3 separate regions of the Sus scrofa genome follow, and all the other regions are linked to region 1. Evidence: chromatin contacts called from public promoter capture Hi-C data. All regions are on one chromosome and are shown on one strand. The core of a region is the stretch at or near the end of the contact, and the rest is flanking DNA. Distances in the headings are between cores, read along the strand shown.

The links. Promoter capture Hi-C pulls out the DNA fragments that hold promoters and counts their contacts.
Region 2: a promoter capture Hi-C map of fetal skeletal muscle shows a contact between it and region 1, with 2.5 times the contacts expected there. The contact joins the promoter of BAG3 here to the promoter of PRDX3 in region 1. A contact is called at or near these places in 2 of 5 promoter capture datasets (fetal liver and fetal skeletal muscle) and 1 of 2 datasets of contacts at active chromatin or transcription factors (alveolar macrophages).
Region 3: a contact with region 1 is called in a promoter capture Hi-C map of fetal liver, with 2.0 times the contacts expected there. The contact joins the promoter of TIAL1 here to the promoter of PRDX3 in region 1. A contact is called at or near these places in 3 of 5 promoter capture datasets (fetal liver, fetal skeletal muscle and liver), 3 of 47 Hi-C or Micro-C datasets (embryonic fibroblasts, liver and mesenteric adipose tissue) and 2 of 2 datasets of contacts at active chromatin or transcription factors (alveolar macrophages and skeletal muscle).

The regions. Positions count from the first base shown.
Region 1 is chr14:129,088,052-129,092,829 of Sscrofa11.1, reverse strand. PRDX3 (peroxiredoxin 3) reads left to right here and starts at 2,040. Exons shown (of 7, transcript NM_001244531.1): 1 at 2,040-2,100; 2 at 3,867-4,002. The coding sequence starts at 2,053.
Region 2 is chr14:129,508,004-129,512,781 of Sscrofa11.1, reverse strand. BAG3 (BAG family molecular chaperone regulator 3) reads right to left here and starts at 2,542. Exons shown (of 5, transcript XM_021073458.1): 1 at 1,953-2,542; 2 at 1,771-1,950. The coding sequence starts at 2,141.
Region 3 is chr14:129,464,299-129,469,076 of Sscrofa11.1, reverse strand. It overlaps TIAL1 (nucleolysin TIAR), which reads left to right and starts at 1,927. Exons shown (of 12, transcript XM_003133196.4): 1 at 1,927-2,457. The coding sequence starts at 2,426. It overlaps LOC110256777 (a long non-coding RNA gene), which reads right to left and starts at 2,894. Exons shown (of 2, transcript XR_002338744.1): 1 at 2,682-2,894; 2 at 1-2,277.

The sequences.
Region 1 (4,778 bases), core at 791-3,290:
AGGAATTCTCAGTTCTAATTGTTTCCCGGCCAGTGAAACCTTGTGCGACTTGAGGAAAGCTGTTTAACTAGACAATTGCTTTGGCTGTTTGGAAAAGAAGGGATAAGCAGTGAAACTTCCTCTTCAATGGCCAGAAGATCTGGAAATTGGGCTGCTTGGTTGGGCCTGTAAGCAGATAAGGCAGATGGTCCCTGGAGAAAGAGAACTGGGCATGTCTTTCTTTTTTTCTTTTTCTTTTCTTTCTTTTTTTTTTTTTTTTTTTTTTTTTTGCCTTTTCTAGGGCCTCTCCTGCGACATATGGAGGTTCCCAGGCTAGGGGTCTAATTGGAGCTATAGCCACCGGCCTACACCAGAGCCACAGCAATTCAGGATCCGAGCCGCGTCTGTGACCTACACCACAGCTCACGACAATGCTGGATCCTTAACCCACTGAACAAGGCCAGGGATTGAACCTGCAACCTCATGGTTCCTAGTCGGATTTGTTAACCACTGAGCCACGACAGGAAGTCCTGGGCATGTCTTTCTTGACATAAGAGAAGCCATTTTTGGTCTAGGCTATTCCGTGATCTAAGCCTGGCCATGGTGTTTGTCCTTGAATGGGTCTCAGTAGTTAATGACCTAAAAGGAATGAAAGAATGCAGAAACAAATGACTTGTCAGGCAAGAGAAGTAATTACAGCAAAGATAATGCATCAGTTGTAAAATCTTCTAGGTCTGTTTCAGTGGTACAGATTGGCCTAAGGCCCTCAACTGCCAGACCAACTGGAACCTAAGGGATAATGTTGACCTTTTCTGACTCTCATGACTTCAATCAACTACAGCTTGGGGAGTTTCCGATGTGGCTCAGCAGGTTAAGACGTGACATAGCGTCCATGAGAAGGTAGGTTCAATCCCTGGCCTCACTCAGTGGGTTAAGGATCTGGCATTGCTGCAAGCTGCATCATAGGTTGAAGATGTAGTTTAGATCTAACATTGCCTTGGCTGTGGCATAGGCCTGCAGCTGCAGTTCCAATTTCACCCTTAGCCTGGGAACTTCCATATGTTGCAGTGCGGTCCTAAAAAGAAAAAACAAACAAACAAAAACATATGAACTAAAGTTTGGATTCTGTCTGCCACCCAAGCCCCTTCTTGAATATGCATGTTCCCTTAGCTTAAAACTAACCAAATCTGGCTGTTTGAGGAGATACTGCTTTGGGACAGATCCTCCATGTTTTCTTTACTTGCAGCAAGTAATAAATGCTTCCTTCTCCAGATCTTTGCCTGGGTTGTGTCTTTTGGCTCCATATCCACCAAGAGGTGGATCCAGTTTTTCAGATAACAGGCTTGGCCTTTGGAAAATGCCCACTTAGAGTTTACATTTTGTCACACTTACTGTAAGGCCACTGTATGATTTTTATCATGTTTAATGAACTTGCTTCAAAGTACCATGTTCCCCCTGAGCACTTGGCTTTACTAATTGAGAGAAAACACATTTTAAATTTGTCCCAATTCCCCCATTGTTGTGAAGGGAAACCAAAATGGGAGCTCACGCATCATCCAGGGATTTTCAGGACAACAAAGCCTTGCAGGGTCTGACCCACTCTGCTTATTAATCGGCTAAAATTTCATTGATAACTAATGCCATTTCGTGCAGAAGCCTGTGGTCGAAATAGGAAACGGATCCTTTTACTGCAACAATAATCCACGGAGGTTAACAAAAAAGTAACAAGTATAGAAATATCTAGCTTCCTGCCTGGATTAGTCCTAGAGGTTGGGGCAACAAACAGAAACAAAGTGTCGCTTTCACAAGCATTTAGCTACTTAGAAGCTTTAACGGGAATTATCCCAACCGGAAGCCGGGCCGAGGGACCCAGCGATTGGGACGTTTACAGCCAGAGGGTGCCCAAAAGGCGGCGAGGGCATAGGACTCCGGGTCCTGGCTCCCGGCTCCATCCCTGGCCAGGGCTGCAACCCAGGCCCCTCCCTGCCCGCCGAGGCCCCGCCCATCTGGCCACGCCCCCGTAGATCCCGCCTTCTTTGCTTCTCTGGCCCGAGGCCCCAGTGCGCACCGAAGATGGCGGCGGCGGCGGCGGCGGCGGCGGGAAGGTTGCTCCGGGCTTCGGTGAGTGGCTGCTGGCGGGGCACAGGCGCGGAGGCACTGAGGTGGCTCCGAGAACGTGCTTTTCAAATGGGATCCCGCTCCCTTGCGGCCTGGGGGTCTTTCACCCTCTCTGAGGATGTCAGAGGGTAACGGACCTGAGGCCTCCTCTTCTAGGGAAGGCTCCCTGCGCGTGCGCATAACTGCCCTTCCCCCACCCCACCTCGCGGTCCCCTACCCAAATCCCTCTTCCCTCCTAGTCGTGGGTCCCCAGTCCCCTCTCCACCTGAGCACCTGGCTCTGGAGGCAGGCGACCTGGCCCTTGATTCCGTTCTGGGACCGACTCTATGACCTTGAACAAGTGACTTCTTCGTCTTTCTGAACCTGTTAACTTTCCTAACTCAACATAGAATGATGCCTGCCTATCTCAAGGTTTCCGTGAGCATCCACTTAAGTGCTGGATGAAAACCAAAATGTTCAAGTAACCAAAGGGCTTACGTGCAAAAGGCACTTTTTCCTTACTCTCCAGGGCCAGCCGGCCCTGCTATTTTTCTCTCGCAAAGCCTGGTACCCTCTTGCTGTCCGCTCTCCCCTTTCTCATGCTGGGGTTCAACGCAGGCTGGTCCTGAGTCACGCCAAACACTGAAGTTAAGCAAACCTTTGCCTTGAGCCCTGTCCAAACTCTCCCAGAGGCTGAACTTTGCTCTATTTGTTTGCTTCTCTGTAGAGCTTGAAAGGGCCTTGTCTTTTCCAAGGAAAACCTTGACATTGTAGAACAAGTTCAGAAGTTCTGCTGGAAAAGGGCCTGGCCAAGTCTCCTTGGTTTTTTAATCCTCTGGGTTGCTGTTAAAAGCATGGAGTCTTTGTGTTTTTATAAATCCCCCCTGCCTTGCAGTCTTTTTTTTTTTTTTTGGCTGCACCCACAGCATGCTGAAGTTCCAGGTCCAGGGATTGAACTCGGTCCCCTGCAGTGACCATGCCAGATCCTTAACCTGCTGAGCTACCAGGGAGCTCCCTTGCAGTCTTTTTCCCCCCTTCATTTATTTATATATATTTTAAAATAAAAGTTATATGTATTTGAAGTGTACATTATGATTCCATGTACATATACATAATGAAATGATAAATACAGTCAAAGTAATGAACATATCTCTTCATATCGTTACCTTTATTTATTTACTTATTTATTTTTGCTTTTTAGGGCCGCACCCGCAGCATATGGAAGTTCCCAGGCTGGGGTCAAATCAGAGCTACAGCTGCCGGCCTACGCCACAGCCACAGCCACGTGGGATCCGAGCTGAGTCTTCGACCTACACCACCGCTCACAGCAGCACTAGATCACTGACCCACTGAGCGAGGCCAGGGATCAAACCCACATCCTCACTGATACTCGTCAGATTGTTTCTGCTGTGCCACAGTGGGGACACCCCACATAGTTACCTTTTGTGTGTGATTGTACCTGAAAACTACTCTTAGCATATTGCCAGCGTTCAGTGTAGTTTAAGCATAGTCAATATGCTTGTACATTAGCTATCCAGACTTATCTACACAGTTGCAACTTTGTACCCTTTGACCACCATCTCCCAACATCCCTCCCACCTGGCAGTCCTGAGGGATAAGGAAGCAGAAGGGAATTTTGAGAACATGGAGATCCAGTCCATGCTCTTGGAGTTTGGTATTTTGTTCCCAGGAATAGGGACGGCTGAGGCTACTGCTGGCCTGATGTCCTCAGCACGGATTCAGCCACCATTCTGGGAATATTTCCTAATATAAAATATTTCTCTTTGTAGGTTATCCGACATGTGAGTGCCGTTCCTTGGGGCATTTCTGCCTCTGCAGCCCTTAGGCCTGCTCCTTCTCGAAGAACATGCTTGACAAGTGTGCTGTGGTCTGGTTCCAGTCAAGCAAAATTCGCCTTTAGCACCAGTAAGTGTTGTTATGCCTTTGTTTGAACCAGATAATGGAAACACTTATCATCTCTGAATAATGGCTGTATGAAGACTCACCTGGGAGCTTTTATACACTTACTGCAGCCCCAGCCTCACCCCAAACAAATTAAGTCAGTGTCTAGGGTGAGACCTGAATGTCAGTATTTTTTTAAAAGCTCACCAAGAGATTGCAATATGCAGCCAAGGGTTGAGGCTCCCTGAGGCAAAGTGCCCTGTGTCACATTTCCATGTTGGTTCTGGAGGTTTCACTCCCCTGTGTTGCGGAACATGGAAGGGGATGGGGACACTCAGAGGTGTCTGGGCCTGCTGTTTACGAAGGGTAACGGACCTGAGTGCAGCTCCTCTGAAGGCTGTTGCATTCAAACCTGGGGGCCAGCTCCACTTGGCCACTGAGGCCAGTCGAATGGACTCTGCCAGGCTCTGAGCGAAGCGCAGCTGTTTCTCGAGAGTTATACTCCATTCTCTGGAATAAGGGGTTTGCTAAGATCAGCCTCAGATAATGAACAGTATTTGAAAATGCCTCCGACCTCTTAAAAATCATGTATTTAACATGTAGTGGTTTGTGGGTGAGATGCTCTAGAAGGTTTCACAATTTTACTTCCTGATGAGAGCTTTTTAACAAATTTTCTAATAGTGATTTGATGCCACAGATTTAAAACTTTGCTTGAGCCTGTCCCAAACCCCTGCTCCCAACAGCTCCTCCTGTTTCTGAGGCCCAAGCATTTTGATGCTTGGTCTCCCGTGTCCCACTTT
Region 2 (4,778 bases), core at 1,293-3,792, 420 kb before region 1:
TCACATCAACTTTTCCAGGATCAGAGTTCTTTTTGGTTGAGTAGCTCTTATTTTCTACTTGGGAAGAACAATAACAGTAATTCAACCTGGTTTTTCCCCCTTAAGAAGGTTTATGAAACCACAGCCTGACCCATCCACTGTGCGGGTACACAAAGATCTCAACCTGCTGGGTGAGTTTCACATTGAAAACAAAGTGCCGGCAAGGTGGGACTTACACTGCACTCACAGTGGATATGTTCAAACTTGATCCTCATTCACTACTAAGGATACCACTGGATTCTGACATCCCTGTCTCTACAGGACATTAGTCTCAAAATGACAACCTTTTTCTTTTTTTCTTTTTTGGTCACAATAAGGACCTCTTCCCTGGAGACTGCAGTAACAGAGGGGGACTGAAATGGGCATTAGTTTCACTCAACAATGGGCTGAACAGACACAGAAAAAAAAAAAAAAAGAAGTATCTGCAGTTATGACCATCCCAGCTAATTACAGCCTCTTGTACTAATTTTCAAAAATAAACATACAATTAATTTCTTATAAATGTAAGTTGCTAAATATACCCTGTCTCACTGTTGGGCACCAGAACTTTATATACACTTTTAAGAAAAAAGTACATTAAAATGAAAATGGATAACAGATCTTTCTTCTGAAATAATGACTTACAAAGCCTTTAATTTGGTGAATTTTTAAGTCTTCAAAATAACTTACCAGCTCATGACTTTTATTTTTATTTTGCCCAAACAACATTAACGCTACCCTTAATGTAGACCTCTTTTTGCCAAGCTTTATCTTTTGAAAAAGCTCAAATGGACAGAAAAATCACGAGAAAAGTACAGTCATAATTTTTTAAACACTCATTCCGAGTTTATATTTTCAAAATTTCAGGCTCCTAAGGATTAAGAAGTATATACCCTTACATAAATGTAAATAAGGCATACATCTGTATTCACAAAAGCATTACTACTCAATTATTTGTGTATTAGAAACAAATCCTGGGTATTGTAGTAACATAACAAGGAAAGGAATGTATTGCCATTTAAAAAAAAACAACAACACTTTTTCTCGCCAGTGTGAGGCAATGTCTAAGTCAATAGCCAACTAGGCGACAGTCTCACGTCTTTAGTTTAAAATTGCCTGGGAGAACAGCATCTTTTTTTTTTTTTTTTTAACAAGTCATTCTAGAATATATTCTTATCGAAAACAGTTTCAAACAAGAATACAATTTTAATTTCAAATTCAAGGGGCGGGGGGGATGTATTTACGTCAGTCTCCTGAGTCACTCTGTGCCTCAGGTGGAAGACTGAAGTCAAGATACCCTCAAGCAAGTTCTGGAACTTTGGGAGGTAAAAGTCCTTAGAGATCCTAAGAGACCCCCCCATCCAAGCTTGCCAAAGGCCCCCTGGCGTCCGACCAAGCGTGATCAGCAGAGTGAAACCAGGCTCTCAGCCCTGGAAGCCGGGCGGAGGCCGCGGTGGGGCCTGGCCCGGGCCTCCGAGGCTGACCAGGCCGATCGCCCCTCGCCTCCTGGCCCACGGCCCCTCGAATCCAGCCGGTGGACCGGACCTGGCACCATGGGGCGGGTCGCACTTCCCGCCCGACCTCCGGAAACCAGATGCAGCCCAGAGAGGACAGTCCTCCCCGGGGCCTCCCCCTCGCCCCGACGCCGGCCAAGGGCGGGCCTGGGGAGGGGGCTCCTGGGACGCGGCAGGCCGACTCCTGAGAGCTGGTGTCCACTTGGGGGTCTGTACGTTCCCAGTGGCCTTCACTGACCTCTGGGACACCGGCGCGGGCGGGCTGTGGCCGGCAGGCACCCTGCTCCTCGCGTCCCCGCAGCCCGGCCCAGTCCAGCCCGCCACCCCCATCCCCGAAGCCCTGTCCCGCCGCTCGCCGTCGGGGCGCGGGGGGGGTGGGGGTGGGGGGAAGTGCTGGCCAGAGTGCAGCTCGGGTCCCGCTTACCTTGGGGCCCTCGGGGGCACGCGCGGGTCGTTCCACGTCGTGGTGCGGCTGTTGTGGTCCACGAAGAAGGGCCAGCCGGTTTGCGGATCGATCTTGATTTCCCAGCCGGGGGGCAGGGGGTCGCGGTCGCCGGCGCCGTTGCCGGACGCCATCTGAACCATCGGCGAGTGGGTGGCAGCGCTCATGCTGGGTCGGGGTCGGCCCGGAGGGGCAGCCGCCGGGGTGCCGGGTCACAGGGTCGCGGGGTGCCGGACTTCCAGGCGCAGAGTGGCTCGCTGGCCGAGGCCGGAGCTAGAGTCTTGTGGGCTGCCGACGTGTCCGGGAAGCCGGCGCTGGGCACCTTTATGAATTAAAGGAGGGGGTGACGTGGCCGGAGAGGGCTGGAAGTGTCTGGAAATAGCCTCCACGCTGCCAAAGGGGAAGGAGGAGATAAAGGGAGGTAGCAACTGGCCGGCTAGAAACTTCTGGTCCCATCCAGAGAAGTTGGCGGCGGCGAGGGCTGGATGCGGAGCTCCGCCCTGAGTCATCGGCTATAATCGTGGCGGGGCGGGGCGTGGGCGTGGTCACGGGCGTGGCCTCCCTGCCGCCCCTCCTCCACCCCACCTCCTCCCTCGCGCCAGCTTCCTGGGTGGGTGTCACCCGGCTGAGACAGCCTCAGGGTGGGCCAAGGTGCACCCGAGGCATCTCCCTGATGCTGGCTGACTGGACCAGCGAGCCCCAGGGACGTCGTCTTTGTGTCCTGGGCGGTTTCGGTTTTCAGACTGCCTCTTCCTGTTCTTAGGACTGGGAGTCCGCACTCAAGAGTATCTGCTGCAGTTCCTTATAAAAACAAAGTCATCGTTAGCCTTTAAAGTCTTTGGGTTTAAACCAGAGTCTCTCCCCACCTCTCATTTGTACCCCCATATACTGATACTCGGGGCACTGGTGTCCCTCCGTTATGTTTTAATCACTTTTCTCCCTTGGGCTTAACGGCTGTCGGAAGGAGCGCTGGAATGTTGACCTGACACAGTAACCAAGCCAGGGGAAAAATGGAAGTGCAAATGGAAACTCACCTGCCTTTCTTTCAAAAAAACCTGAAGACAGAAAGATTGCATCAGCCCATGGTTTTATGCTCCTGAACCTCATAACTCAAATAAGAAACTATCATTGCTGAACAACTTTAAAGAAAAAAACACATTATTTGGAGTTTTGGTCTTTTTTATGGTAGAGGTTGGTTCTTGCTGTCTTAAAATTTGAGCTTTACTTGAGAAGTAGGGAACAAATTGAATCATTAAATGTATTTGTTGGGTTGTTTCAATAATCGCACTTGCAGCCTGAACCCAACACCTCAATTCCTCTGGGAGAGAGAGTGTGTGCCCCCCAGAGGGAGAATGTTGGGGAGGTACTAGTTTAAATCTTTGGGCCTGAGACTCATTCCTTTCTCCAGAAGCACTTTGAGAAGGTGCCATGGCTTAATACTGGGCCCAATTTTCCAACTCAAATGCAGAGACTACCCAGGAACCCTCAGAGGCAATACCTTTCCTCTCTTCCTGCCCTCAAATTACTCCTTTTGGAGCAAACGATAAGAGGCCTACCAATCATTTCCAATGGAATGATTCTCACTTACACAGGTGTTCTTATCAGCTTTAAAGTACAAAATTCAGTTTTGGGAAAACGCAGAGACGATTAAGCCCCAAGGACTGACTCAGGTACCAAACACACAAGAGACTGATGTATAAACCCAAATGCCAGTGCACTAATTTACCCTAAGTACTACTATTGAAGGAGCTGGACCCTCAAGCGCCTTATTCAGTGGCTTTTTTGGAGGGGAGTCGCACCCCAAGCTTATGGAAGTTCCCAGGCTAGGGGCTGAATTGGAGCTGTAGCTGCTGGCCTTCGCCAGAGCCGCAACAACACCAAATCCAATCCGTGTCTGCAACCTACGCTACAGCTCACAGCAATGCCAGATCCTTAATACACTGAGCAAGGCCAGGGATCAAATCCACATCCTCATGGATACTAGCTGGACTCGTTACTGCTGAGCCACGATGAGAACTCCCGTCAGGAAGAACTTATTTCTGGAGACCTGAGCTCCAGAATCTATATTCAATAATATTGATGTATACTGAAGACTGATTCTAAAGTGAATTTTTATTTCTCTTTCCTTTACTCCATTTGCATTCTATGACAACTACATTTACACACTGAGAGCATTCTTTGCTGATGTTTTGTTTGCAGGTGCACTAGACAGGAGCAAGGAGGAAGCAAGTTCTCCTGGGGCTAATATCGTTGCTTCTGGGAGTTATGTTCCACCAGGGACTTCAAGAGGGTTTGTCTAAAATGGAGCCATAAGTCTTGGAGAACTACCTGGAAGAAGCTCCTTTGAGCCATGCTGAATAACAAGGAGCATGTCTGACCTTGGTGCCTTTTTTCCTTCTAAGTCTTGGGATGCTCTTTCCCCAGGTGCTAGAGACTGGAGGTTTCTATCCTCCCAAAGGTCATATGTTGAAACCTATTCCCCAGTGTGATGCTATTTGGAGGTGGGACTTTTGGGAAGTGATTAAGTCATGAGGATGAAGCCCTGGTGAATGGGTTCAATACCCTTATAAAAAACACCCCAGAGGAGTTCCCGTCATGGCACAGCGGAAACGAATCCGACTAGGAACCATGAGGTTGCAGGTTCAATCCCTGGCCTTGCTCAGTGGGTCAAGAATCTGGTGGTGTTGCCTTGAGTTGTGGTGTAGGTCACAGACATGGCTCGGATCTGGAATTGCTATGGCTCTGGCGTAGGCCTGCAGCAACAGCTCCGATTAGACCCCTAGCCTGGGAACCTCCATATGCCA
Region 3 (4,778 bases), core at 678-3,177, 380 kb before region 1:
AGCTGGAAAAGGCAAGAAGCCCATTCTCCCAAAGACTTTAGAAGGAACCAGCCCTGCCAACATCTTGGTTTTAGTTCAGTGAAACTAATTTCATACTTCTGACCTCCAGAACTCTAAAATAATATAGTCCTGTTTTTTTTTGTTTTTTTATTTTATTTTATTATTTTTTGTCTTATTGCCATTTCTTGGGCCGCTCCCATGGCATATGGAGGTTCCCAGGCTAGGGGTCCAATCGGAGCTGTAGCCACCAGCCTATGCCAGAGCCACAGCTAGGATCACGGCAACACCGGATCCTTAACCCACTGAGCAAGGCCAGGGATCGAACCCGCAACCTCATGGTTCCTAGTCGGATTTGTTTACCACTGAGCCGCGATGGGAACTCCCAATATAGTCCTGTTTTAAGTCCCTAAGTTTGTGGCAGCAACAATAGGAAATTAACACAGTGGGCGTGGATCAATGATGAATTGGATGATGATGGTTACAGCTCTGGACGTCGGTTCAATTAAAAAAAATAAAACCTCTGAATAGCTCCTCATTGATTGGGAGACAAAGCCCCAAACTCCTCAGCCTGGTACCCATCTTTAACAACATGGTGCTATAAAACCGTTGCCCACCTTTCTAACTTAGCTCTCCAGATTCCTACTCCATGCCTTCCCCCACTTCTCCCCCCACCAAACCCATACACTTTTTTTACCCATGGGTCCTGGCCTCGGTGCCCCTTGACGTTCCCATTGACTCAGGGGGCTCAACTCTCTTCTCAAGGTCTTATGAAGCCTTCCAGGTTGAACCCCCCACTTCTTCCTCCCCATATTGACATTACAACGTTTTTGCTGCACGGTTGACCCCCATCACAGGATTAGGAGTCAGTGGTAGTGTTTATAAAACCAACTCTCAAGGCACAGTTTACCTGGGACCTTCTAGCTCTGGCAACAGGATGAAAAATCTTTCTTCGCCGTTATAATCCTTCACTTCACTAACCTACAAGAGGGGGTACGAGCTCAAAAGCATTCTCCCAAAGACGCTTGGGGGTGGGGTGAAGGAGTGGGAGCGTAGGGTGAACTGCCGCCGGTGAAAAAAACAAATTCTACAAGGTTACGTAGCCAGTTTGAACGGGGTTTCCCACATACTCGAGCAAGACTTCATTCCCCGTCCATATGATGGATGGATGGATGTCTGTAAACACAGCCTTAAGTCTGTGCACGTCTCTGCCCAAAGACTCACTCTAATAACTAAATGAGGGGCAGAAGGGCATTATCGCCCTCTTTACACCAACTCGATGAGTCATTTTAGTGGAGGGCTGCTCTTTTGACCCCCTTATCCGATGAGATAACGAATGAAGAAGCCGTCTACCCAGGGTAGAATACCTATTTGCGGGAAAACAAGCCCAGAGGAGGAATCGGCGGGCTGTTGAGAAAGCCGGAGGGGCCCCGGCGAGCGCAGCTTCCAGCTCAGCGCTGGGCCGGAGGAACCCCCCAGCCCCTCCGCCCGTCGCGCGGGGCGGCAGTTGGCGACCGCGGGCGGGCGGTTTTGATGAATAGAGGAGGGCCAGAAAGGCCTGCGGGCTTGGACGCCACGCGGAGCCAGAGCACGGAATTAGCCGCAGTTGAAGATACCGCTCTTGGGCTGGACAGAGGCGGAGCAGCAGCCCACGCTGAGCCAACAGAAGAGTCTTAAAATGCCTGAAGCAGTCCTAGGACAGCCCCCAGCGCGAGGCACTATGGGACTTGCAGTCTACTTCTCCGACGCCGCTTTTTCCCAGCTCGATTCCCTGCCTTTCAACGTCGCTTTTATTCTCTCCCTCCCCTCCCAGCACGCCGACTTCCTGGTCGCCGCACGTCTCACGTACGACTACACTACCCAGAAGTCTCTTCTTCGCTTCCCAGAGCGGCTCCGGCTCCTCAGGACTACAGTTCCCAGAAGTCCTCCGGGGAAGTGCTTACCTCTCTCATTTCCAGGACCACAATTCCCAGAGACTTCAGTTTTACGGCGGTTCTCTTTTTTCTCGAGTTCTTCTTGAGCTGGCTGGGTTTCGCTAGCCAGCCGGCGAGTAACGACGACGTGATCCGTCGTGACCGGGCACGAGGTTTCCTCAGTGGCCCCTTTTGTTCCCCACTCAGTTCTCCGCTTTTTCAGGCCGTCGCGGCTGGCCTGAGCGGTGACCTGGCGGGCCGCGCCTGCGCTCTGCCCCGTTTCCTGCCTGGCTGGTGGCGGCGGCCATTTTGTTCATCCTCCTCCTCCTCCAGCTCCTCCTGGTTGGAGCGCAGTGTCCGGAGCGGGCTGGGGGGAGAGAGCCCGAGAGCAGGGTTCGGTGCCTTTTCCTCTGTCCCCAGCCGGTGCCCGGAGCCCCCCTCCCCTTCCTCCCCACCCCCTCCCTTCCCCAGCCCTGCCCTCCCCCTTGTCCCGGGATCGCTCCGTCGCACCCACCATGATGGAAGACGACGGGCAGCCCCGGACTCTGTGAGTACCCAGACGGGGGGTGCCAGGCGCCTAGAGGCCCGGGCACTGCGGGATGCTATGGGAGGGAGCAAGAGAGCGGGGCCGAAGCCAGGACTCTCGGCGGCTCCCTAGCTGGGGTGGCGCGGACGCGAAGTGCATTCCTCATTTGTCCCTTTTTCCTTGGGAAGGAAGCCCTCCCTTCCCCCAAACACAGTCACTTCCTGGGGTCCGGGGCTAGTTTCGACCTTTTCCTCTCGCGCCCTTCTTTGCAACCCCGTCCTGAGCCGGGCTTTTGCACGGCAGAGTCTGTCAGGCCCGGGAGAGCTCCTGCTCCCCCTGTGCTTTGGGGGCCCTGGGCTGGGCCGGGAGCTGCCGGTCCCCACGGGGGCTGGGCCTGGTGGGGGTGGGACTGGGGGTGGGACTGCGGCCACATCCCCTGCGTGCTGCGAGGAATTAGCACTCACGCCCTCCACGTCCCCAGCTCCAGTCGCTCCCGGCTCTTCTCCCAAGCTAAGCTCTGCGAGGAAGCCGGACACTCTTCCGCCACTCAAGCCCCTACTCTCTTTCTGCCCCACGTGCCCCCGCCCACGCTGTCAGAAACACTCGCCAAGCGCCCGCTACTTTTGAAGTGCAAAAGGGATGCCTCTTGCCGCCGGAGCATCTTTCCTTTCTTGGATGACGAAGTTTACTTTGAGCGCTACCTACGCTAAACTGACAACCAGTTGTTAAACAGCTTTTTGCTCTATTGGTGCTACCTTCTCTATTACATACCTAATCTATTTCTGCGTCGAGCCCTTCGGAGTTGGATAAAATGATATTTTTATCAGCTATTCGATGTGTGTCTTTTGAGTGCTTTTTCTTCCACCTTGCTGTTGCTCTTTACCCTGAAGCCCAAATGTAATGAATGAATTTCATCTTCCCACCGCTTTCCTTCCTTTCCTAATGAAGAGTGATGACTCAGCGTTTGCATTCCTTTCCAACTAGTGTGGCACTCCTTTCTTTTTTCCTGCATTTTTTTTTTTTTTTAAGTGTGAGTCTAATTAAATGTGTTAAGTTGGGCACTGGGTTTTCCTCGCCTTACGAAGCTCAACACACCTGCTTCGAGTACAAGGAGTCAGTCAGAACGCTGCTTTTGTTTTCTCTTGGCTCTGCCTGGTGTTTATATGACCATAGTTCACTTGGCTCTGCTGTCTGATGGGGTAATTACTTTTTGGGGAATAGATGCAGGTGGAAGGGTGCTCAGGAAGTTTGACTAGTTTCTGATCTCTACTCCTGCCAAAGAAAGATTGCTCAGTCCAGAAAATAGATGTCTTATGTTCAATATTGATAGTTGGGATTTTCATTTTGTTGGGGCGGGGGGGGTTGCATTTTTTTTATTCCTATTTCTTTAATGTCTCACTAAAGTATCTGCTATACTGTTTTGAGAATTTGAGGCCAACTTAAGCACATCAAATACTTGAATGGAAAGCCTGCTTGGTAGAAGTTTTGTATTTATGTCCTGTGTTGTCTTCCATTTCTGCTCTATTTTCCCAGAAGAGAGAGAATTGGGACAAACATGAAGTTTGTCCCCTAACATCTGTTGAAGTCAAGACTTGGTATTTAGTTAGCAGTGTGTTCTTTGATGGAAGCATCTGGGAAAGCTGGATTTAGGTCTAGCTAGTATGTGTTTAATAAAGATAAAAGTTACATTGTATTTAAAAATCTGAAATGTCACCATTGCATCCTAATAGTTACTGAATAATTGGTAAATTTTCGTGGCACATTTCTGATTAACTGTATCTGTCTCTTCCTTATGAAGAATTCTTGGTTTTGTGCTAAATAATATGCTATTTCAGTACCTTTAATTCGTATCGCTGTCTTTGCATCTGCCTTGTCTTCATCTCCATCAGACCTTAGGCCATAGACTAATAAGCTAACGTCTTTGTGTCACTTGTTTCTTACCCCTACCTTCTCCAATCTCCTGTTCTTTCTCAGAAACACACCTAACTTGTCTATGTTTACAGTTGTCTAAAAAATGTGACATGTATACATATAAGTAAAGAAACATCTTGAGCTTCATTGTACGTGTATGTCAGTACATGTTTACTATTCTGTCTTCCTTTTTCCTTCTCCCACTCTTCTCCATGGGAAGGGTTTTTTTTTTTTTTAGACAAGGACTGCTACATCTTCCTAGGTCTTACCCCTGCAGCACTTAGTTCACTGCCTGGAACATAAGAGGTACTCAAATATTTTACAATGATTATACTTCTTTTCATTAAATTAGTATTAAGTCCGTTTTTTTTAAAGTCCTGATTGATTTAAAATTTTAGGCAGACGTGACTGTCATATGTGGTGCAGTCTGC